Regions from separate parts of the Mus musculus genome. Here regions 2 and 3 are each linked to region 1. A link is a contact called in public Hi-C data. All regions are on one chromosome and are shown on one strand. Each heading gives the region's core, a stretch centred on a gene start, on an enhancer-like site or on the middle of the called end of the contact. The rest is flanking DNA. Distances are from core to core; before and after follow the strand shown.

Region 1 (5,010 bases), core at 1,617-4,116:
AGGGATGAAGAGTGACCTCAGCTGTGGAGAGCCAGGCCTAACTGTCACTCAGTGCTCCTGGCCTGGGAGGGAGGGGCACTCAGTGCTCCTGGCCTGGGAGGGAGGGGCACTCAGTGCTCCTGGCCTGGGAGGGAGGGGTTTTGCTTCATTTTTTCCACCTCAGAGAGACAAGCTTTAAATGGATGAAGCTGAAGTGGGAGCCAGCCTGGCTTGTGGTCCTCATCATTGTAGATAACTAAAGTCAACAACAGCCACGAACTTGCATGAACTGCTCGGAACAGAGCCCAGATGAAGTTCCCCTTCATCCATCACAGTTGTTCGTCTTTGTTAATGATCCAGCCAGCGTAAGACGTTTTTTTTTTCCCCAAGCTCCAAAGGACACCAAGTTCAAGCACAACAGACTTCCTCAGTTCTCTGAGTGAGCGTGTGGTTCAGGGGCAGATCAAAAGGCGGCAAATTAAGTCAGGATAAGTTGCCCTGACTTCTTTGCTTGCTTCTATGAACTGGAAGAATAAATGAAGAATGGATTTTATGGGTTGTGAAGATTAATCCTGTGGTCTTTTAATTAGCTAGAGTATGCTGTTGAAAACACGGGCGTGAAGTGGGGCTTTTCCACTCCTGGCCTCCCTGGAAGTTCAGTAGGAAGGGCCATCAGCCAGTTCTGTGGGACATGGGGTCACACTATCCTCTCTACAACCTCTCAGGAAAAAAAAAAATCCAAAGAACAAATAATGCTGGGTCGGAGAGACAGCTTGGTCAGTAAAAGGACACAAGGACCCAAGGTTGGTCCCCAGAACTTACTTAGAACAAATCAATAAAAGTTGGGTATGGTAGCCTGCCCTTGTAATGCCAGGACTGAGGACATAATTGACAGGTCTCTGCAGTTGGCTGGTCAGCCAGCCTTTGTCTGCTTGGTGAATCCCAGGCCACTGAGAGACCAGGCTTTCCACCCCACCAAAGGGTATGGCATCTGAAAAGTGACACCTGAGGATGTTCTCTAACCTCCACACATATGCACGCGCGCGTGCACACACACACACACACACACACACACACACACGCGTGCACACACACACGCATACACACATACGTGCACACACATATGTACACACATATACATGCAAATACATACATATAACACATACACATATACTCACAAATGCACGCACACACATACATGTACACACACACACATACACACTGAGAGAAGTCTGAGCAAGGTCTGTCTATTACCTTGTTCCAATGTTTATTGCAATATTTCAGAGCAGAGACTTGATGCAGTATCAAAGGTTTACATCCACTCTTTTGGAATGCTCACAAAAGCACGTTCGGGTTGTCTCCTGAATGAAGGAATAGGAAAAGGGCAAGGGGAAAACACACACACACACACACACACACACACACACACACACATCAGCCTAATAAATCAATGCAAGATAGAGCAGCTGCAGCAATGCTGAGTTATTTTGAATAATCCTCTGGCTCCCAGGACTCTCTTCTGCTCATCTAGCTTGAGATCCATCTGCATCCCACTAGAGATGGTGTTTGTATTTTCAGACTGTCCCTTGACTTAGAGCCATCAGGCCAGAGCCTCAGCCTGCTCTTAGGAACCTTATGAACCCTTGGTGGGAGTATTAAAGTTATTTAAGTCCCCATGTCTCACTCTGAAGGCTCAGTTTGTGTTTTGTTTGTCCTCAGTCTATCTGAGTCAGAGGTGAGATGTGGTGCCCTCTCCCCCAGGACTTGTGTGGGTGGCTGGCTGGTCAATCTTGAGTTGGGCAGGCCGTCCTGGGAACCTTCTCCCACCCGCTGAGCTCAGAAGCTAAAGCAGGGACAGCTGGCTTCAGAGGGCCTCCAGCTGGCCCTTCTCATAGAGTGCAGCTCATCTGGCCTTTGATGCCACTGAGCTGTGCCAGGTACAGGGAACACACTCAGCCTGCACAGGGTGTGTCTGATTCCCTCGCCACCATTACAGCAGTGTCCTGCTTGGGCTCCTGCCACCCAGGAGAACAGCCAGGGCCAGCTCTCTATGCCTCTTTTGGAGCAGCCTTGCCTTGAGGTCACAGGGGCAACAGCACCCCCTCCCTACACACACACACACACACACACACACACACACACACACACACACTGAATGAATGACTGACTGACTGAGAAAGAACATCCCAAAGACTCTGCCTCACTTCTGGTCTTACACCTCTCTACAAGGCTGGCTTATGTGCCAACCAGTTCTCTCCAAATGACAGGACCATTTTAAACCAATTCCTGTAAGGCACCCTACTGTACCTTAATTTTTTTTAAAACATCTTTTCATCTCCGGAATTATTTTTGACTGAAAGACATACACAGCAATAGGACCTATAATTTTCTTTAGTTAACAAGATAACAAACTCCATGAAAACACTAGGCGATGGTCACGTAGGGCTTTTCCTACCTGAAGCCCCCTGGTTCCCCCACACACACAGAGCATTGTCTCCTCACTAGCTCTGAGGACAGAGCTTCTAGGTCCACCAAATGACTCAGTCATCCTATTTAAACAGTCCCCCATTCTGATGACACTCTCTGGGGTCCCCATGAGCACATTCCCCTACAATATGGGTCAGGTTTTTATATTTGGATGGAAATGGGCAGTGTCCTGTTTGCAGCAGGGAGTTTGCAGATAGGCAGCCCCTACCCCTTTCCAAGTTGATTCATTTTCCAAGCTACAAGGAAATCCCACTGCATGCTCCCCGCCCCTACGGTTTGTTCTCTGTAAATGCGGTTTTAATTAGGAGCAATGAATTCTGCAGACTCATGTCTCAGGCCTTTCCCCCAGGCATCCACTGTCTTCCCGCCCCCATGCTGGCCACAGAATGCACCAGGTCCCAAGGCAAGCTGCCTGTCAGGCCTCCTCAGGCAGCAGCTGCAACTGATTAGAGCTCTGCTGTGGGCCCTGTTTTATTTATGACCCACCTCTCCCTTCTCAAAAATCCATCAGGGCACACTCATGGAAGTAAAATTAGAGGCCCGGTCAGGGCTGGAGTTGGGAAATGCACTTTACCCTTCTTTTCAGGACATTAGTGGCTATGGCAGCGTGCTGCAGAGGGGACAGGCTGGGGGAGTGGCCCTGCTGTAGTCCCTGTGATCCTCTTGTGTGCTAAGCAGGGTTGCTTTTAGACTTCCATTGTCTGCTCCGTGCCTCCTTGAAAGTCACACTCTTCCCCCAACCTCCTTATGACGCTGGCTGTACCTTAATTGTCAGAAGATATCTCAGCTCTGCTTTCTGCCTTCCAACTGGGCTTATCTGCGCTTGGGGATATCTGTTGTTAATAAGCCAGTTAAAAGCCTTTGCTCATAGCCATATTCTGACATTTTTTTTTTCTAATGGATGAGACTTTTTCTCAGTCATACTGAAACACACCACCCCCACCCCAGCACACTCCTCAGAACTTTAGCAATCCTGGCCTGTCACCCCAGAGAAGGGGGTGTCTAAATCCTTTCATTTCTCAGTGGTCTGGCCCAGAGCTATCCCCCACCCCCAGTCTCTCTGATTCTTAGATAATGTGTCGCCTTGATTCCCAGTATGATGGCATATAAGATGAAACCTCATTTTTTTTTTTATTCCTCTCAGGAGAACCACATTTGTCTTTGAGAGTTTTTGGCTAGCAATTAAAACAGAAAGAGCTGCCTGGTCAAGGGCTTTGTGGGAAAGACTGTCTTAGCTAGAGTGCTCTTTCCCATGGTGACTGGGAACGCGGTTTCTAATCAGGACTCCCTCTCAGACACGAGTGGTCCTCACTCACATTCAAGAGGCTTGTGTGTGCACACATTCAAACAGAAAGACAGGAAGATTTGCTGCAGCTTAGAGAAATCGTGAGGGAGGAAACTTAGGAGGAACTGAGAATGTTTGGGTGAGCCACGAGGAGACAGAAGAGAGAAGCGGAGAAATGAGGTGGCCTTGTTCTCCAGCATTGCTGCGTCATCTCCAAAGAACACGGGGCAGTTGCTACCTGCTCTGAGGAACGTGGGTAACTGGAATTATGATCACTCAAATGCGACCTTTCTGAAGTCCTCAGTTCGCTCAGGGAAGAAGGGGGCTGTGCACTCCACACAGCCAATCCTCACGGGGCAGGTGTCCCAGCTGGAAGAGAAAGAGGCTCAGGCCTCCACCTCAGGAGGGCAACAGCTAAACCTGACACATCACCTACAGCACCAAGGCAGGGAAATGCCAGCAGGGTCTCTCTCTCTCCTCTCTCTCTCTCTCTCTCTCTCTCTCTCTCTCTCTCTCTCCCTCCCTCCCTCTCCCTCCCTCCCTCTCTCTCTCTCTCTCTCTCTCTCTCTCTCTCTCCTTCCTCTGTTTTTTATATCCCAGTTTTTCTGTGCATGCTGTTCCCTAGACACACTACAGGAAGTTAACCACCAACATCGAGGCATGATGGTTAGTGTTAACCTGACAGCATCTAGAATCACCTGGGCATGGCTCATGGGATTATCTCCATCACTGACTGAGGTAGGGACATCCAGCCACTGAGGGTGGCGTCATTCCCTAGTCAGGGGCATCCTGGACTGTGTAAATGGAGAAAGGCAGCTGAGCAGCAGCATGCGTGCATCTTAAATGTCCCCACTGGTGGACTGTATCTTGGAACTGTGAGCCAGGACAAACCCTTCCCCTTAAGTTGTATCTGACAGTGTTTTGTCATAGCAACAGCTAAAGAGACTAAGGTGGGGGCTGGGGAGGAAGAGCAGTGTGGAAACCAGTTCTGCCCAAGGCTTGTGTGGCAGTGGGCCTGGGTGGGGCCTTCCCAGAGGCTGACAAAGGGCTTGACTGACCTCCTGTCTGCTCTGCCTTCCCAGCCCTTATCTCCTTGACTAACTTCTATGCACTTACTGACGACTGACCTCCCTGGAGGCTCCTGAGGGTCAGTGCTTGGGTCAGGTTAGGGCAGATACGAAGATTCATCTTCACAGAGCATGGTCTAGAATCTCCCTCTGTGGCAGTGTCTGGGTGGGGAGCCGTGGCCACTGGCTGGG
Region 2 (4,718 bases), core at 466-2,965, 93 kb before region 1:
GGCTTGCTGATGCAAACTTGAAAGAGGAAGGATGCAGTGCAGGGGGAACAGCTAGTAGCATCAAACTTCTGGCATAGGTTTTTCATCCTCTGAAAGGTTTTGCCTCAGGTCATTCTCAAGAAAGATGTGAGCTGAACTTTCCAGTGCATATTATGTTGTATCTCTGTGTGATATATGGTGTGCATGTGTGTGTGCATGTGTGTGTGTGTGTGCGTGCACACATGTGTGCGTGCTGCTGCATGGGTGTACATGCATGTGGATATGTGAATGAGATGTATGTGGTGTATTGTAGAAATATGGAAATAGCATGTATGTGTATGTGTGGCATGTAGTGCTGTGTGTATCTATACAATATGTGGGGTGTGTGTGCCTGTGATGTATAAATATTGGTATGCAGGGTATCTGTGAGGATGGTGTGTATGTGTAATATATATATGGTATGTAGTATGTGTTGTGCTATACATACAATATATGTACCTGTGGTGGGGTGTGATGTGTGAGCATAATGTATATAATATATGGTATACGGTATGTATGGCATGCAGTGTTTGTAGCGTGTGTACTTGTGGTGGGGTGAGTAATTGGTGTCTGTGGCCGTGAGTAGAGCTGTGATACATGAATGGTGTATATAGTCTTTGTGTGCTGTGTGTACATTGTGTGTCGGATACTACACTTGTTGATGGGATGCTCTGAGAGGCAGGCTTGTGCACACCAGGGAAAGCGAGTGCAGGGCCAGCCCCCCCTCCCACACACTTGGGAGAAGGATACTGGTAACTCTTAGCCTATGCCTGACTGGGAAGCGCCAAGCAAACAGCGGAGCTGTTGGGGTGTTCTGCTGGGGTCAAGGCTCCAGCTCCATGGATCATGAAGAGGAGGCTCCCAGAGGCCAGGCTTGAATCTGCCTCTAGGCAAGAGGGGTTCACTCATTCTTGGAGAATACAGAGCTGCTTCCTGTATCCCATGTTAGCACTTGCAGATTCATTTTCAGCACACAGGGCCTATCTCAGACAGAACATACCAGTTTATCAAAGGTATTAGTGAATAAAGCATGCATATAAATCATATTTTTAGTTCATTGAGCAAATTCATAAATGAGTACCAGACCTCTAGAAAAGGAAACTTTGGGGTAAGTCTTGCATCTGGTTCTTATTAACCACATTGGAGACAAACGAGGCACTCAAACCTTCCTGTTGCTTAATTTAAAAAGCAATTTGGCTCTCACGGGCCTCTGCTGAAGTTCGGTCTCAAGCAATCACACAGGCACAAAACCAGGAGGAACAGCAATGAGCAAGGCAGGCTCTTGATTTCCTTTTCATGCTCAAAAGCAATAAAATCTGCTTCTTGGCTTATTTGGAAAATTGGCAATAGTTACTCAAAACCCCCTCCCACAAGTGAGTTCCAGCGTTTAATTGCACATTCTCCCAGGGTTCTTCCTGGACGGCTGCAAGGTCGCTGTGTTGTTTTATGTGTGCTTGCCTCTCTTCCTATTAGCTTGAAAATAGTCTCACACTAGAAGGAAGGTGGTGTGCATGCCCTTGGAAAATCCCTTCAGAGTCTTCTGTGCACATTTGTGTGTGTGAGTGCTCGTGGACACGTGTCACAGTCTTTGTGTGTAGCTCAGAGGGTCAGTTTTCACAGTTCACCTTGGTCTCTACAGTGCTTGTGGCTAGATACTCCAGGCTGGCTGCTTCTGGGAGTGAGTCCTTGACTCCACCTCCCACCTCACTGTAAAGGCCAAGAGATGACAGATGCATGCTGACCAAGCACTTTTCCAGCTGAGCTATGTCCTCAGCTCTTGTTAAGGGTTCCCGTAAAAAAATGATCAGGGGCTGCCAGTAGAGTCTCCTAGATGATCCGGGTCGGCGTGGTTGAAGGGCTTTAAAATCTGAGCAGAGGTTTCCCAGGGAAAGAAGAAACTCCATTCACAGATGATAGCCCCAGACTATTCCCCCCAGAGTCCTCATCTACCCTTCCTACAGCCTGCCTGGTGGATTCTGGGATTTCCTAGGCAGCCCCAGAGATCATACAGGTCTGATGCCCGTTATGCATATTAGATCTCTCTTCACCATGACCCAAACACCAGATGATGCCACACAAAGGAGGAGAGATTTGTTTTTATGTCCAATTTCAGGGGGTTTAGTCTATTGTGGCAGGGAAGTTCTTTTTTGGGGAAGGGTGGTGTGTCAGGAGAGGCATAGCTGGGAAAACGTGGCAGGGGGGAGGCATGGCAAGGGAGGTGTGGAAGAGCAGATCTGTGTGGATGCTGGCCAGGAAGCAGAGGGTCTCATTCATCTTTCAGTTCCTTTTCTCCTCTTCCCATTGTGTCCCAGGGCTCCCACCCAGAGCGCCTACATTCAGAGTGGGTCTTCCCCTGCAAAGAGATGAATTCTCCCTGGCTTCCCTTTATAGATCACTCAGAGATCTGCCTCAGTTTCTTTGGTTCAGACTCAGTCAAGTTGACAACAAAGACTGACCACTATCTTCCAGAGTTCTGCCTCTCTGACAGAGCCCTGACAGACACACCCCTCAGCCATCAACCTCCTGGGGGCCTTCCTCCCTCCTCATCCTTCCACATCCTTCTCCTTGCCATTCCCAGTCACGCCTGCATTCCTTATATCATATTCTCTTGTGTCCTGAAGCCACATGTGGGGGAGAGTGTAGAGGAAATTGAGCCGCTAACAAGAAACATAGACCAGGAGGTATTTAAAACTTCCCACACGTGTTCTGTTCCGTTCAACAGTCCATTTTAAAAAAAATGTTAAACTACCAAAACTTTGAAAGATTTAAAGAAAACAATCACATGAGCTCTATCCCACCATTAAATTTTTATGATTCTTGCTTCATCCACCCACACATCCACTGCTCACCATTGACCCCTCTTCTGTTTCTTTCTATTTAAAGCACATTGTAGACACTGATGCCCGGCTTTCTCAAGAACTGCACCGTCTCATTTGTTAATTACAATTTCATATTTACTTTTAGCTTTTGTTGGAGGAAAATTTCCCATGCAGAAGTGTCCCAATCGAAAGTATCCCGTTCAATAAGTTTGGACAAATGTTATGCATTCACTGGGCCAGATTACTCCACCCACAGGACACTTTTGCCATCCAGTCCCCTTGTGTCCCTTTCCAGTCTGTTTTGTTCCAGCAGAAGCAGCTGATCCTGTGCTTCTCTCTTTGTTTGAAAAATTCATTAAAATGCAATCATAGGTCACGTGATCCTTTGTCTGGCTTCTTTCACTCATCGAAGAGTTTTCAAGAATCTGCCATGGTGAAGCTGCAGCCCTACACAACCAAAACTGTTGGCTGTGAACAGTGGAGAAAAGGAGGCTCATGACTGCTCAAGATGTTGAGAGCAAGTGATGGTTGAGTGTCCGGTCCTAACAAGATGTTTACACCGTCCTTTCTAGGGCTCATGGAACATTGCAGAGGAGGGGATAGGAAGTATGAAAGAGCCAAGAGATGGTGTAAAGGGCTGTGAATGGCATCCTCTAGACTTGAAACAATCATTATAATCACAAACTTATAACCATGGCATCTGCACAAGACTGGTCCTGTAAGTCACGATAAAGGGGAGAACTCATGGGGCATTACCCCTTACTGCTGAACTATTGGCCATTGATAGCTTATGGGAGAGGGACAGTCATTGTCTTCAGTTGTGTATCTACTGCTGAACCCACCAGGGTCCAATGGATGGGTCTACACCCATGATCATACGTTATGCTTTGGTTAGACTTAGTGGGTCACACAACATGAATAGACGTGAACACGAGAAAGAGATTTATAGGGAAAGAGGGTATTTAGATGGAGATACTAGAGAGATCTGAGATTGTGGGAGAGTATGCATTACATGCATGTATAAAATTGTAAGAACAAGTTTAATTAATACTAATAATTTAGCCGAGCAGTGGTGGCACACACCTTTAATCCCAGCACTTACACAGAGGCAGGCGGATTTCTGAGTTCGAGGCCAGCCTGGTCTACAGAGTGAGTTCCAGGACAGCCAGGGCTATACAGAGAAACCCTGTCTCGAAAAACCGAAAACTAATCATTTAAAATTTCAAAAACAACTGTGGTAGTCTGAATATGCTTGGCCCAGGGAGTGTCACTATTTGGAGATATGTCCTTTTTGGAGGAAGTGTGTCACTGTGGGCATGGCCTTTAAGACCCTCATCCTAGCTGCCTGGAAGCCACTCTTCTCCTATCAGCCTTCAGATGAAGATGTAAAACTGTCAGCTCCTCCTGTACCATGCCTACCTGGATGCTGCCATGATTCTGCCTTCATGATAATGAATTGACCTCTGAACCTGTAAGCCAGCCCCAATTAAATGTTGTCCCTATAAGAGTTGTCTTGGTCATGGTGTCTGTTCACAGCAGTCAAACCCTAAGACAACAGCTCTCTTATATTTATCAGTTATTTGTTCCATTTTTTTTTTTTTGAAACAGAGACATAGTTCACTGAGTGGATATGCTACATTGTGAGCCTTTCCTTACTGCTGGATACTTTTCAGATATTGCTATATTAATATTTTATGAGCATGCTCTTATCTCTCGAGTGAATAACCAAGGTTAAAATGTCAGTGTTTCACATAGGTTTGAGTTCTTTGCTTTGTTTTGTGAGGTGTTTTTAAAGTGAGTCTTATGTAGCCTCAAACCTTCTTTGTAGTTGAGGATGGTGGCCTTCTGTCTCCCTTTCTTGAATTATGGGATTACAGGCAT
Region 3 (5,062 bases), core at 2,106-4,605, 110 kb after region 1:
TCTCATTTGAGGAAACGTCATGTCAAGGCTCCCCATAAGTTGATTAGTCTCAGAGACTGTTGCCTTATGAACCCTGGAAGAGCAGCCTTTACACACTCATGGGCCTTTTTAAAACTGATTTTTTTTTCCCTCTTGGTGGTTACCTGATGGCATTTGCTCTTGTTTAGGGACATTTTTCTGGGCCTTAGGTAACCCTGGTCTGACTAACTAAAGACTTCCCCTCATGTCACTCCTGGTGTATATAGGTCACTGCCAAGAAGTTCTGCTCCATCATTGGCCTTGCCCTTCTCTATGTCACCAAGAAAATGTCACCGTGTTGACAAAACCCATGGCATTTCTGGAAAAGGAAAGCATACAAGTGCTGGGTTAAGGGAAAAATAAATAGCAGAGCAGTGTGTAGGGGAGTTGAGGTGGAAAGAGAACAGGGCTTGTGGGCACGCTCTTTCATGATTGCAAGGCTTTGAGGCCGTGGGTCTAGGTCACTGATATTAATCACACATTGTACAGGATTCTGGCTTCTCCATTTCCTCCTGTGTCTGCTTTCACACAACAGCCCTTGTGGAGGGCCAGGCCCACCATCCCCAGCTAGGAGGTGACATTTGTAGCATGACAGACTGCCAAGCAACTGAAAATAAAAATACACTAAAACCCAATTGCGCTCACTTGATGTATGCCCAGTGGATCCGTCGACCGTGATGCCAGTGTGCACACCTTTCCCTAGCTAGCCTCCGAGACAGCACTGAGACATCGGGTGCATCCAACCCTCACCCTGAAGGTCAAAGGTCGGAAACCAGTGACACCAGAGACCCTGGGGCTCGCCCAAGGTAGTGAGCAACCTTGGCTACTTGCAGTTTATGTTTGTTAATAATAAATAAAACCAAAAGCCTGTATAAAAACCCATCCTGGAGGCCTGTGTGGTATGTTCTATTGTTTTGGAATAGACACTCGGGGGGTGTAGTGGGGTGGTCTTGCTTCTCTCCCTAGAACCTGATCTCACAGCATTACAGGCATAAACTACATTTGATGCCCAATCACTAAGTCCCTTTTATCCCCCAGGGCCATCTTGTAGATGATGTTAGATTGAAGCTTTAGCGTACTGGATGCTACTGATACAGGTCTGGGTAGATGCTGTTTTACTGGTGGTGGTGGTGGTGGTGGTGGTAGCGGTGGTGAGTGTGTGTATGTGTGTGCCCACCCATGTACACTATTGTGCATGCAGGAGAGGCCAGAGGTTAATGTTGGATCTCTCTCTCTCTCTCTATGCTCTCCATCTTGGTTTTTTTGTTGTTGTTTTGTTGTTGTTGTTGTTGTTTTGTTGTTTGTTTTTTTGAGACACCATTTCTCACTGAACCCGAAGCTGCCAGCTTTGGCTAGATTGACTGACCAACAATTCCCCCCAGGACCTGTGTTCCTCCTGTCATGGTTATAGGCACAAACTGCCCTCTGTGGCATTTACGTAGGCACAGGGCATCCCAGGGGAGCCATTTCCCAGCAGATCCTATGATTTGAAGAATGGTAATAGCCCCTCTGTAGGGAAGAAATTATAAAATAAAAATGTCATCCAACCAGAAGACTAGGTTTCATTTGCCAGTGTCTGCAGATGAGCAAGCGGGTAAGCAGCCGGCAGAACTGGCTCCCTGTTTTATAGTCGGTAAGTTTTAGCCACTAACCTGCATCCCACACACGGAGGATCCATATTTGGTGTGATGCTTTGTTGACGACAGATGTTATAACTTGTAGTGAAAAAGACACCTCACCCCCACCCCCAGTTCCACCTTCCCGCCGTCTATCACCTCTGACCTGCCCAAGGCAGTCTATGCTCCAGATCGCAAAATTGGCATGAATCTTTTCAAGTGTTTCTGACAAGTTATCCCTTTTCCCACCCCTGAGGGAAAAACAGAAGACCAATTTTCTAGAGAAAGGTTTCAATCTGCCCTCCTGTCTTCTGCGATGCGTTATAAGACCCAGGGCTGGCGAGTGGCTCAGAAGGCAATGTTGCTTGCCTTGGTGACACTTGATGTCCTGAGTTCGATTCCCAGGGCCCACATGACAGAAGGAGAGAAGCCCTACAAGTTGTCCTGTGACTTCTACGCATGCATGATGGCGCCCTGCCACCACACACAGACGTGAGCTCTGTCACGCAAACAAGAGACACTTCTTTTCACAGTAGCCTTTATTGCCAACAACAGACTTAACACTTACAGTCACTGAAACAATTAACTATTTAAAAATGGTTACTCCTCTCAATCTTTGAGCCGTGGTTATTCTGTGTGCTGGGAAAGAGCCGGTCACAGAAAGATAACAAGGTGCATTTTATAGAAAATGTCTAATGACATCGCCGCCAGTTCCATGCTTTGGAGACTAGTGACAAATGAAAAAAATGAAAACAAACAAACAAACAAAAAAACAAAAACCTCATCACCCACATAGTTGTCTAAGTCAGAGGGCAGAGGGTCAGCTCTGAGCTCTGGGATTGGAAGTGCATGGGTGGCCGTCCCAATGATAAAGGCACATGTTCCAGTACCTAATAATAACAAGAAGAGCAGCATTGTCTAGGGTTAGCCTGCCACCAGCCATACCTCGGCCATGGTGATGGGATGTTCTATGCTGCCTCCTCGTGGTTATCCCAGAAGCTCGGCTGTGGTGTGCCAGGACCGTGGTGGAGGGCATGAGACCGAAAGCAACACCGTTTCTCTAAAGAGTCCCTGCAGGTGAGGGAGTCCAAGCTGCCTGATCACCTTCACCTGTTATCTCTTGGGAATGCCAAATGGTCGTCAAATCGCCTAAGTTTTATCAAAGAAAAATATTAGAAAACTTAAAGTTGACTTTGTATTTCTGCTCCTCAACAGGTGACTTAGGGAGCCAATCCCAGGCCAGTATCAAAGTGGCAAGGGGCGGTTGGCCACACTCCCAGGCAGTAACTGTTACAGTAACTGTTGGTGTTTCACAATGGTTAACAGAAACAAAAAGAAATTTCAAATATGTATATATCAATATGTATAATTGGCCACCCGAATGCTTTTGGAAAACTGTTCAATACCTTGTTACACATTACATTTACACTGAGCTGTCCCCTAATCCTGGGGCTTTTGAACATCAAATGTCTCATTCTGAACACAAAGAAATTCACATAAATTTCACAATACTCAGAAACAAGTTATATCCAAAAGTCAGTTGAACAGAGAACATTCAATTGGCAACTCACACATAGTGTTGTTAAACAAAGAAGAAGAAGAAGAGGAAAAGAAACTAGTTGTCCCCAGACTAGTTAGTCTACTGTCTCTGCCTTGTGAACTGTTGCTTGACTCCGCTGTGAGTGACTTTGGTTGTGGTAAAGGAATTTCCTCCAGTGTGAACCTGTATGTCCTCAGGAGCTCGGGTTTCAGATTCACCCCATAGGTTCTGTCCTCTATGTACAGTGGGTACATAAAGCTGTCCATTTCCTGTGGTTTCTCTTTCACCCATAGGTGTGTCTGGGGGTCTCAGGGACTCACTTACCCCCAGGGCATCTGAGAGGGCAGCGAGAGGAAAGGAAAGCTTTTCAACCTGTCCTCCGGCATCCTACTGACATCAGCAGATTCCATGAGGGACACCAACTTGAACTTTTGCACCCTTTTCTTCCTCAAGGGTACAACTGCGCCACCTGCTGTTTAAAAGCCTTCAGCGCCTCCAGCTCAGTCCTGAGCCTGATCCTTGGTCCATACTGAATGTGAGCACACCAGCCCTGAAAGCCTCCCCGACTCCCACTCCAACACTCTCACACTTCATGTGTGTGTTGGAGGAGGGGCTCCAGTTAGATTATAAACAGGAACAGATTCACCTTATGTTCCCTTCTCTGTCCCACAAGTCCCTGCAGGACCTGCTACATAGGATCTAAGGTATAAATGTGGCCAGGAGGGCTGGCCAGCCAAGTCCGGTTGTGGTAAGTCAGGCTGGGTCAAGAAAGGATGTGGGTCTGTGGGTGTTTCATCTGCATGTCCCTTTTCCTTTTCTCTAACACCTGCCTCTTCCTTGTCTTCTGCTGGCTACCCTTCTGTTTAGTTCTCTTGAGACATGGCCTCGTTTAGCCCAGGTTGACCCTGAGCTAGCCTTTACCATCCAAGTTCTGGGATTACAGAAATGCACCACACTCCTGGCTTGCTTTCCCTCTCTCTCGGCCTGCAGTGAGAGCCCTACTTCCCTTTTTGTACCATGGTCTCAGAGTCCACGACACCCAGAACTCTGCTCCACAGGTCTGCAAATGAGAGCAAATCAACCGCCAAGCTCTTGGTGCCATTTCTCATATACAGGTCATCCAATGCAGGAAACCCCAGAGGCTCAGTAGAGAGAGACCCAACACAGAGCTGGTCTGCATCTGGACATACACATGCTGTGGTGCGCATTCCATCTGAACTAAAGAAAGCTCGTGTACGTGTATACTACACACATGCAGTTCACACTCAGAAAGCCTTAGTATAAAGTTGCAATTTTTTTCTAGCTGATATAAAATGTGCCAGTTTTAAAACTGTGCATTTGTTGCTTGCAAACTTATAAATATGTATAAACCCCATTATAAATAAATCCTGTCTGGCAGATGGCATTTTATCTGCCAGCCACAGTTGCAGGGAGTTATAAGTACTTATTAATTCCCCATTTTCAAATTCACGGCATGGGCCTGGGAAATATGATGTGAAGTGGTGTGAAATTTTCTTCATAATTGGTGGGGGTGGGAGGGAGATGGAGATGGAGTCCACCAGTAAGCGTCAAGGAAGGGGTGGAGGCTCACCAGTCAATATCAAAGCCAAGATCCTTAGCATTAGCATGTCCTCACACTGAAAAGGCAAGTGCTCTACCCTCACACTAGGCCTGCTGAGTCAGGAGCCCAAGGGCCAGAGCCCTGAAATCCATGTGTGGATCAGGCAGCCTGGTTCTTCGATGTCTGCCTTCTGCTCTGAGACTGATATTTTATAAATACCAGCCTCTGCCCCAGGATGTCCCAGTTCACAGAGTGTGCACAGGTATGCACAAGGCTGGGCAGAAATCTCTGGAGATAGCCTTCCATCCATGCTGACTGTGGTGGAGC

The links. A called contact is a pair of places that touch in the nucleus more often than the background predicts.
Region 2: a Hi-C map of uterus shows a contact between it and region 1, with 3 times the contacts expected there. The contact joins two enhancer-like sites. A contact is called at or near these places in 9 of 484 Hi-C or Micro-C datasets (embryonic stem cells, nephron progenitors, pre-pro-B cells and 1 more) and 2 of 115 datasets of contacts at active chromatin or transcription factors (neural progenitor cells and stem cell-derived anterior neural progenitor cells).
Region 3: a Hi-C map of the CH12 cell line shows a contact between it and region 1, with 2.1 times the contacts expected there. The contact joins two enhancer-like sites. A contact is called at or near these places in 4 of 15 datasets of contacts at CTCF or cohesin (the NIH/3T3 cell line, large pre-B cells and pro-B cells), 49 of 484 Hi-C or Micro-C datasets (the 3T3-L1 cell line, 3T3-L1-derived adipocytes, B cells and 26 more), 8 of 115 datasets of contacts at active chromatin or transcription factors (bone marrow-derived dendritic cells, cardiomyocytes, craniofacial prominence and 5 more) and 2 of 9 other capture datasets (embryonic stem cells and liver).

The regions. Positions count from the first base shown.
Region 1 is chr13:51,311,810-51,316,819 of GRCm38.p6, forward strand. All of the region lies in intron 2 of Gm46414 (a long non-coding RNA gene), which reads left to right. Among named protein-coding and RNA genes, the nearest start is that of S1pr3, 94 kb to the right of the region's middle. Within about 2 kb of position 2,867, at least 178 of the 459 cell types and tissues checked have an H3K27ac peak or open chromatin away from gene starts, as enhancers often do. A contact at or near this core is called in cortical neurons, muscle stem cells and uterus, where this site is marked.
Region 2 is chr13:51,220,291-51,225,008 of GRCm38.p6, forward strand. All of the region lies in intron 1 of Gm46414 (a long non-coding RNA gene), which reads left to right. Among named protein-coding and RNA genes, the nearest start is that of Gm46414, 14 kb to the left of the region's middle. RefSeq lists an enhancer at 1-2,407. Within about 2 kb of position 1,716, at least 47 of the 459 cell types and tissues checked have an H3K27ac peak or open chromatin away from gene starts, as enhancers often do. A contact at or near this core is called in uterus, where this site is marked.
Region 3 is chr13:51,421,231-51,426,292 of GRCm38.p6, forward strand. Shc3 (src homology 2 domain-containing transforming protein C3) reads right to left here. Exons shown (of 12, transcript NM_009167.5): 12 at 2,159-5,062. It overlaps S1pr3 (sphingosine-1-phosphate receptor 3), which reads left to right. Exons shown (of 2, transcript NM_010101.4): 2 at 1-1,567. Among named protein-coding and RNA genes, the nearest start is that of Gm32834, 5.1 kb to the left of the region's middle. Within about 2 kb of position 3,356, at least 15 of the 459 cell types and tissues checked have an H3K27ac peak or open chromatin away from gene starts, as enhancers often do. A contact at or near this core is called in cortical neurons and muscle stem cells, where this site is marked.